Regions from separate parts of the Anas platyrhynchos genome. Here region 2 is linked to region 1. The links are chromatin contacts, called in public Hi-C maps. All regions are on one chromosome and are shown on one strand. Each heading gives the region's core, a stretch centred on a gene start, on an enhancer-like site or on the middle of the called end of the contact. The rest is flanking DNA. Distances are from core to core; before and after follow the strand shown. Region 1 overlaps PAPPA (pappalysin 1). Region 2 holds the start of TRIM32 (tripartite motif containing 32).

Region 1 (3,794 bases), core at 614-3,113:
CGGCTTTCTGCCTCTTGCAAGCTCTTCTAACTGGAATAGGCTGGCTTGAAATAAATCAGGACAAAATGAAGTTTGGGGAGTCGAGCTCAGCCTGGGACACAGCTCCGTGCCTACAGGAGGCAGCCATACATCATTTAGGAATCTAAATTTACCATCCTTCACACATAAAGAGGCAAACTTCCCTCTTTTTTTTTTTTCTTTCCTTTAATTACCATTTAATTGAATAGAGCAGCCCACGAGTAAGTGCTTTAAGAAAATAAAACACGTTCGTCAGACTGTTCTGAATCTGGTGTGCAGCCGGTTGAATGCGACCAGTTGAAATTGGAAGTCTTACGGAAAGAAAAATCCTTTTTCCAGTTCCCGTTTCTGACTCTTGTCCCAGCTTCTGCAGGCTGGAGGAAATGAGCTGCTCAAACGCAAATATTTAGCAAATGACAAGCTACGCCGTATTTTTTCAGTGGCCTATTAGTCACAGCTTACCCGGATCCGTAGGCACGAAGTGGCTGATCGTCTGAACCCGGCTGCCGGGAAGCTGGAGGCACGGGGCTACCTCTATCCCTGGGGGCTGGGGACTGGGGGCTTGTCACCCATCGCAGCGGCCGTGCAGATGTGTGAGACCCAGCCCTGAGGCCCAGCCGGAGTTGTGCTCCTGCCCCTGGCCCATGCTAATTAAATCACAGGCCTTGCATTTGGCTCATTCCGTAGTCCTTCATCTCAGTACTTCGTAACAGATCAAAACAAGCGAATCCACATAAGGAGGCAACAGGCTGTTATAGATGTGAACGTGCTGCATTTTCTGCCTACCTATTATTTTGATGCCAGTGAAACCGTGTGTAAACTCTGTGTGAAGAGCCCCTCAAGCTCCCAGCGCACCTGCTACGGGCATCGGCCCTGGGGACAGGCCCCGGCTCCCTGCTTCCACCTGAGCTGTATTAATGCAGCACCAGACTCCAAAACTCCAGAATTGAACCAAATGAAACCAAAACCCAAACGTATATTCCTAAACCCTGCAGAGGGAACGGACTTATGCAGTGTCAATTACATATCTGTATAATTGCCCAATTATTGGCCCCCGACACAGATGTTTCTCAGTCTCTCACACGCAAGAGCTGCGGCTTTAAGTGAGCTCCACTGTGCTGATTTTGGCGTTTCTTTCCCTTTGGATTCTGCTGCAGTTTTATGTTCACCAAGGACTGAAGTTGGGAAAACATAGGCACTCCCTTACATACGAAGCTTTATTAAGTTGGGATCATGCTCTCTGTTGGCAGGCAGAGGAATAGAGAGACAGAGGAGAATGAAACTGGGAAGGGAAAAAAAACAAAACAAAACACAAATAACTTTCACTCTTCAGAGCAGGCACGCCTTCTTACTCCAGCTCCCGCTGCCGATCATTCATCCCGCTCCTCTCAGCTCCCAGCCAGTAAAGAGTCAACATCTCCTTCCTATGAAAACATGAGCTCTCCTGCTCCTGAGCCATACACCAGAAAACACACTGACAGGGACTCTGGAGGATCCTGTTTCTCAGGATGGGGTCGCATTTCCACGGTAGAACTGAAATATCTTTGATTACAACAGAAGCAAGGTCAACGGTGCTTTGAAGCGTCTTATTTTTGCATGGCACGTGTATTATCTAACTTGATTACAGTCCGGACCTTAACTCCTTCGTTCACAACTAGGGATGCATGCAAAGGCTCGTTGGGGGAAAGCGCGCAACCTCGCATGATTAATACCATGTGCACACGCGTGTATTTATAAGAGGGATGTACTGTGCTGTGTGGTAGGTACGCACATCCAAGGAGTGTTTGTCCAAGAACTATGTGGCCCAGGGAGGGACCCAAGTACGCACGAGCTGAGAGCTGCCGCCGCTGGAGCCGCACCGCAGGAGCCGCACAAACGAAGCCCAGCCCAGCTCCGAAAATGCTGCTGAGCTTTTGCGTAACACAGATCAATGGGTCAGACTTCTAGTTTCCCAACAGCTTTCCCTGACAAATGCCAGAACAGATATCAGTGAAGTCAAACAGGGCAGCAATAACATCACTGCCAACCAGCGTGAAAATTGGCAGAGCCTGGCACCAAGGACTGCCTATCATCAGAGACAGGGCATGGCCCGGCGCAATGACGAACCCACTTAACAGCACTGTAAAATTAGCCATTTATGAAAACAAATTGAATACTGCAGCAGAGGGTGACGTAAGGAGAGTTGGCTCCAGACAGAAACAGAAACTCCTGTAGCCTGGATTAGCAGAAGAGCTCCTTTCTATCAGGGCTCAGGCGCAGGAGCTGATAACAACTCGGGTCCTACATGAGATTTTTAACAGACGGGCAGGCTTCCCCCACAGGCACGCGTGGAGCTCCTACACAACTCGCAGTGACTACTTGCACGCCAGGCAGGAACGAAGAGCAGCAGGGGCAGAGGGTGGGGGGCAGAAGGCAGATGAGAGTACAAGAAGGGCTCTGGCAATAAGGTGTCCTCCAGTCAGTCCTGCCCTCCCCGCCAGATCTGCAGTCCCACCACTTCCCACTTTGCAGAAGTTGGGGTGAAACTCGCTCCTGGCAGCGTCTGCAGACTGACCTGCTCCCTGCCCGCCCCCAGCACCCAGAAGGGCTCTGGGTGTCGGCGGGGTCCTACAGATGCGGCGTCAACAGCAGAACAGGGCTCCTGCGTCTGTCACATCCCAAAACAGTGAAAATGAGAAAGCCAAGCGTTTTGGCAGCCAGAACCCTTGATTTCCTCATTGAGGGAAGCGTAATCTCTCCCTAAGCTTGCTGCAGGTCTGGGAGGCTGTGGTGTGCGGAGGATACTCCGAGTGAGTTCCTCTTGGACCTCTTCCAGGTGTTTACACACAGAGCCAAACCTGGCTCCTCTTCAAGAGTGTGTGCGAGGGGGGAAGGGGGAGTTTAAAAATAAAATAAAAATCACAAAGTCCTCCCGAGCTGAGCTGCAAGCTCAACAGTGCTAAACTGGGGCATTTATTTTCATTTTTCACAGTGGAATGTTATTTCCATGCATAAAATGGGTCAAGTGTTTTACACAGGCAACAAACCAACCTCCCCCATCCAATTAAAGTATTTTACTACAAATGATCTTTGTGTGTGTTTGTCCAGGTCCCCTATTGTATGAATTACAGATACTTGCACCTAAGACGGACACGGGGTCCCAGGTGCTGGATTAAACACAAACAAACACACGGAGCGCATTGTGCCACTGGCGAGATCTGTGCAAACCCCAGTGCTGCCCGCCCTAAGTTGAAAGGGAAGCACTTTGAGCCCTGGGGTTTAAGTTAAGATTGGGAAACAGAAGAGTGGATCATGAGAAAGCCAGGGGAAATAATGCAAGTAATGAACTATTTCTCCTATGAAATTGCTCGCCTGGCTGTCCTACTACAAGCAAAGGGGAGCAGCCCTTGCCCGGCACCTCCTGCCCACACACTGCGTCCCCCTCCCCACCAGCGAGCCGAGCAGCTGGGACTGGGGAAAGTTAAGGAGCCGCGCTGCCGAGTTCATCTCCCTTTCTGTTTTCCCCAGGACAAAGCAACTTTGCCGAGAGGCGACAGTGGCGTGGGTCGGGGACGGGGCAGAGGAGGCGGAGGAGATGGCAGGGGGCCGGTGGCAGGGCAGCGAGCGGGGCTGGTGGCCACGGTACCCGCGGCACAAGCATCCGCCGCCTTCTCGTAGGAAGTGACTCCGGTTAAAGGGAAAGGGGAAATCCTCCCTGTCTCTTTAAGGCATCCTAGGACATGGAAACTTCGTACTTTCAGGGAATCTCCTTGCCAAAAGAACTGTAAAACATGTCT
Region 2 (3,794 bases), core at 798-3,297, 290 kb before region 1:
TGCATCGTGCTTCAGCACGCAGACAAAACACAGCTCAGGCAGCAGTGTGCTAGCAGGGGTAAGCAGCTGAAGGGAGTTCACAGAACTCCAAACACTTGGTAATACAGACTGCAAGCGTTCGCTGGGAGTTCTTGTGCTTAGCTTAATTGTATGTAATTTCTCCTCGTGTCGTGCTCCTGTAGCACTGCCCTCATTCTTACGTTTTGGTTCTGTTTTTCAGTGCCGTGGTTGCCATTCAGCTTCAAACCAGGTTTCTCCAGCCCCACATCCCTCTCAGCGGGGAGCAGATCCCAGCAGCTGTCTCGCTAAAGCAGCCAGCCATTCAGAGGGAACAGAGCAGGGCTCGCATCATTAAGTTATTATTCAGCAGACTGGGTTTCAATACCTTGGCTATTGCCTTGCTTAGCCTTTAAAAGAAACGGGGAGAAAACATTTCCTTTAGAGGGAGAGAAGGAGAAGGAAGTAGTTAGTCTTTAAAATGAAGAGCTGGTCGCAGAGGGATGTGAACAGACAGCTTTTTCTGAATAATGGCTGCACGCACGCAGCACTCTCGCTTCCCTGCTGCGTTTGCCTGCTTCATCCTCGGGAGCATTTCAGACAGAAAGGTTCAGTGTGTTTCAGCTCAGCGTTTGCTCAAGTGGAAAGAGACAACTGCAGTGAGGAAAAGTTCTTTATGTTCGTACAGAGGAAAAAAAAAATCATTTTAATTTATTGGGTCCGCGGTTGTTTAAGGCCCAGATTTCAGGGACTGACTCAGTGGTGGGGCAGAATCCCCGGCAAGTCCCAGGCTGGGATCTGATGCCCGGCTGCCCGGGCTGGTGGCACGGTGAATGTCACACAGGTGGCACCTGGGGGGCTGCAGCAGTCGGGGTGCTGGCACCAAAGAGGCTTCTCTTGTATTTGTAGCCATTGTGGAAGGAGAAACTTGGGCACTGCCATGTAGATCAGGAACATTCCTCTGGGGGATGAAGAGCTGTATTTTAAAGTGATTTTTTAAATAACGGAATACAAGATCCAAGGTTCGTTATTATTTTCCCTGAAAATATGCCAGAAAACTTGCATAGGGAAGGATGAGGCACAAGTGCTGACATCTGAAAACGCGAGTTATGTAAGAAGCTGCCTCCCGAACAGGTGCTGGCATCAGCATGAGATGGCAAGGGGAGTTTGTTTAGGTTTACCTCCCGTCCAGTTTTTTGAACGATGACGTGCACGATGTGCTTTTAACACGTAAACCCCTTGTGTCAGGATGCCGGTACACATCTCAGTGCTGTGATATCACCCTCTGGCTGCAGCGTTACCCCACAGCCAGCTGTACCCTGGGCACGTTCCTGGTCCTGGAGCAGCTCCTGGGGCAGCCTGTGGTCCTGGGGCAGCTCCTGTGCTGCAGGGCAGGGCGCTGGGGGCAGCCTGAGCATCGGGCCGGCCTTCACATTCGCATTCCTCGTATTCAGCCGATTTCCTTGGGGGTCCTTCCCCGTCTCGGTGTCTCCGTGCTGCCCTGCCACAGCTTCTCGCGGCCTCTTGCCTTTATGCAGCACAGGCCGTGGGCACAGCGGGCTCCCCCTGCCCTGCTCACCCAGCCCCACAGCCCTCAGGCTCTGGCTGTTCCCAGCTCCAGCTTTATCCCCACATTCCAGCTTTACCCCGGCCCCAGCTCCCTCAGGACCCCGTTACCCGCTCCCCGCCCCACCACCAGGCTCCATTTCCACCCCCAGCTCCCGGTTTTCCCCCCGGTTCTGCCTCTACCCGCTCCCATCAGCCCCCCCCTTTACCCCCAGCCCTCCCCTTTATCCCCAGCCCCCCATTTTGTCCCCACCGCCCCCTCCCGGCCCCGTCTCACCGCAGCCGCCTCGCAGCGCGGCCTCCCCTCAGGGCCGCCCCCCCCCCCCCTCCCGGCCCGTTCCCGCCGGCCCCGCCCCCCCCGCGCCTACCTGCCCGCCGCTGCCGGGCCGTGCGCGCCGCTCCCCCGCCATGCCCCGCGCCGCCGCGCCGCCGTGACGTCAGGGCGCCGAGCCGCGGGGCGTGCTGGGAGTTGGAGTCCGCGGCCTGCCCCTGCCTGCTTCTGTCAAGAATAGTTAAAAACATATATATATATATATATTTTTTCATTTTTCCACGGTTTTATTACACTATATTCTGCATTGAGGTTCCTGCCTATCAATAAAATTAAAAATCCTTTTTTTTCCCCCCATTTTTCCACAGTTTTCTCACACACCACTCTGCACTGAGATTCCTGTCAATAAATATTTAGATTTTTTTTTCAGTTTTTCCCCATTTTATTACACGCCATTCTGTGCTGAGACCCCTGCCTGTCAATAAACGTTAAAAATCTTTTTTTTTTTCATTTTCCCCCCGTTTTGTTCCACGCCACTCTGCGTTGAGATTCCTGTCAGTAAAACTTCGAATAGAAACAGAATGGGAAGTTTTTGTAGAAACTTAATAGTCTTTTTTTTTCTTTTCATTTTTTCCTGTTTTATTACACAACATTTTGTATTGAGATTCCTGTCAATAAAACATAATCATCTTTTTTTTTTTTTTATTACCATTTTTCCCCGTTTTCTTACACGCTATTCTGCATTGAGACTCCTGTCAATTAAAACTAAAAATCTTTTTTTTTTTAATTATGATTTTTTTTTCAATTTTTTCCCCTATTTCCTTACACACCCTTCTGTGCTGAGGCTCCCACCCGTGTCCCTGTATTCCGATGGTTTTCTCCATCCTTCTCCACCCCTGCGGGGCCGCAGCCCCTTTGCCTTCAGGCTGCCTTTGCCTGTGGGGCCAGCGCCTCGGCCGGGTTTCGGGTCTCACACCACAGCCCTGCGTTATCAGCCCCTCTCAGAAACCACTCTGAAGCAGCACAAAAATGCCTATTTTTAGATGCAGATGTAATCAGTTGATTGGGTGGCACACAAAAATATTGCCAATGAGTAGATCCGCAGCTGCAGCTGCTTACTGGAGCACTTGCATGGGGCTCCTCCTGGCACTAATCCCTCCCTCACAGTAGCCCAGATGCTGGCAGTGGTGGCCAGCGAGCGGTGCAGCTGCAGTAGTGGGAAATCAAAGGTTTGGGGGGAATTGTGCACTTTGGGGATGGCTCCTCAGTCAGGGGAGAGCTTTGCCTGGTGTTGAAAGAGGCGGCGCTGCTGGGGTTTGGGGATTCAGGATCAGAAGAGCTGAGATGGACGAGGTGCAGGAGGTGGCTACCAAACACGAGCTGGACCACGGGGCGCTGTGTGAGGGTGTCTGAACGGAGACGTGCTGCGGGGAGACCTCCGTAATTCCCAGCCACACCATGCAGGGGACAACAGCCAGGGCTCGGAAGCAAACCCTGTGGCCACCATGCTCCTTTTTACATGTCCTAACACCTCAGAGGAAAACAAAATCCATTTGCAGCGCCTTTCCTGCAGCCTGTCAGTGAGGCTCCTGACCATTGGTGCTTCCTCTGGCAGGGCTCAAGCCAGCACCAGCAGCCTCCAGGGCACGCTGAGAGCTGTCACTGCAGGGTGGTCAGTGGGACTGTGCCCTCAGCAAAACCAGGCACAGGGTGCCCCTAGGAGCTTTATTCAAGAGCTTCATGTTCAGCTTTCTGCTTCCCGCAGGGCTAACGTGTGAGGGTGGAGGCTGCCATTTATGAAGCTCTTCATAAGCATTGAAAAATTCTAGAAGATGTCATAACTTTCTGTGAGGCCTCCTGTAAAAGCTGTCACATCTGTGCCCAGCCTCTGCACCTTTTCCTGCCATTTTCTTCAGCAGCCCCAGGGTGCTGCAGTGGAAGCGCAGGCTGTGACCGCGCT

What was found. Hi-C and Micro-C count contacts between places; a contact is called where the count stands out from the background.
Region 2: a contact with region 1 is called in a Hi-C map of skeletal muscle, with 2.6 times the contacts expected there. The contact joins the promoter of TRIM32 here to the enhancer-like site in region 1. A contact is called at or near these places in 2 of 8 Hi-C or Micro-C datasets (skeletal muscle and subcutaneous adipose tissue).

Annotation. Positions count from the first base shown.
Region 1 is chr18:6,054,515-6,058,308 of IASCAAS_PekinDuck_T2T, reverse strand. All of the region lies in intron 4 of PAPPA (pappalysin 1), which reads right to left. Among named protein-coding and RNA genes, the nearest start is that of PAPPA, 200 kb to the right of the region's middle. Within about 2 kb of position 1,863, at least 3 of the 8 cell types and tissues checked have an H3K27ac peak or open chromatin away from gene starts, as enhancers often do. A contact at or near this core is called in subcutaneous adipose tissue, where this site is marked.
Region 2 is chr18:6,347,625-6,351,418 of IASCAAS_PekinDuck_T2T, reverse strand. TRIM32 (tripartite motif containing 32) reads right to left here and starts at 2,047. Exons shown (of 2, transcript XM_027471012.3): 1 at 1,932-2,047. All of the region lies in intron 16 of ASTN2 (astrotactin 2), which reads left to right.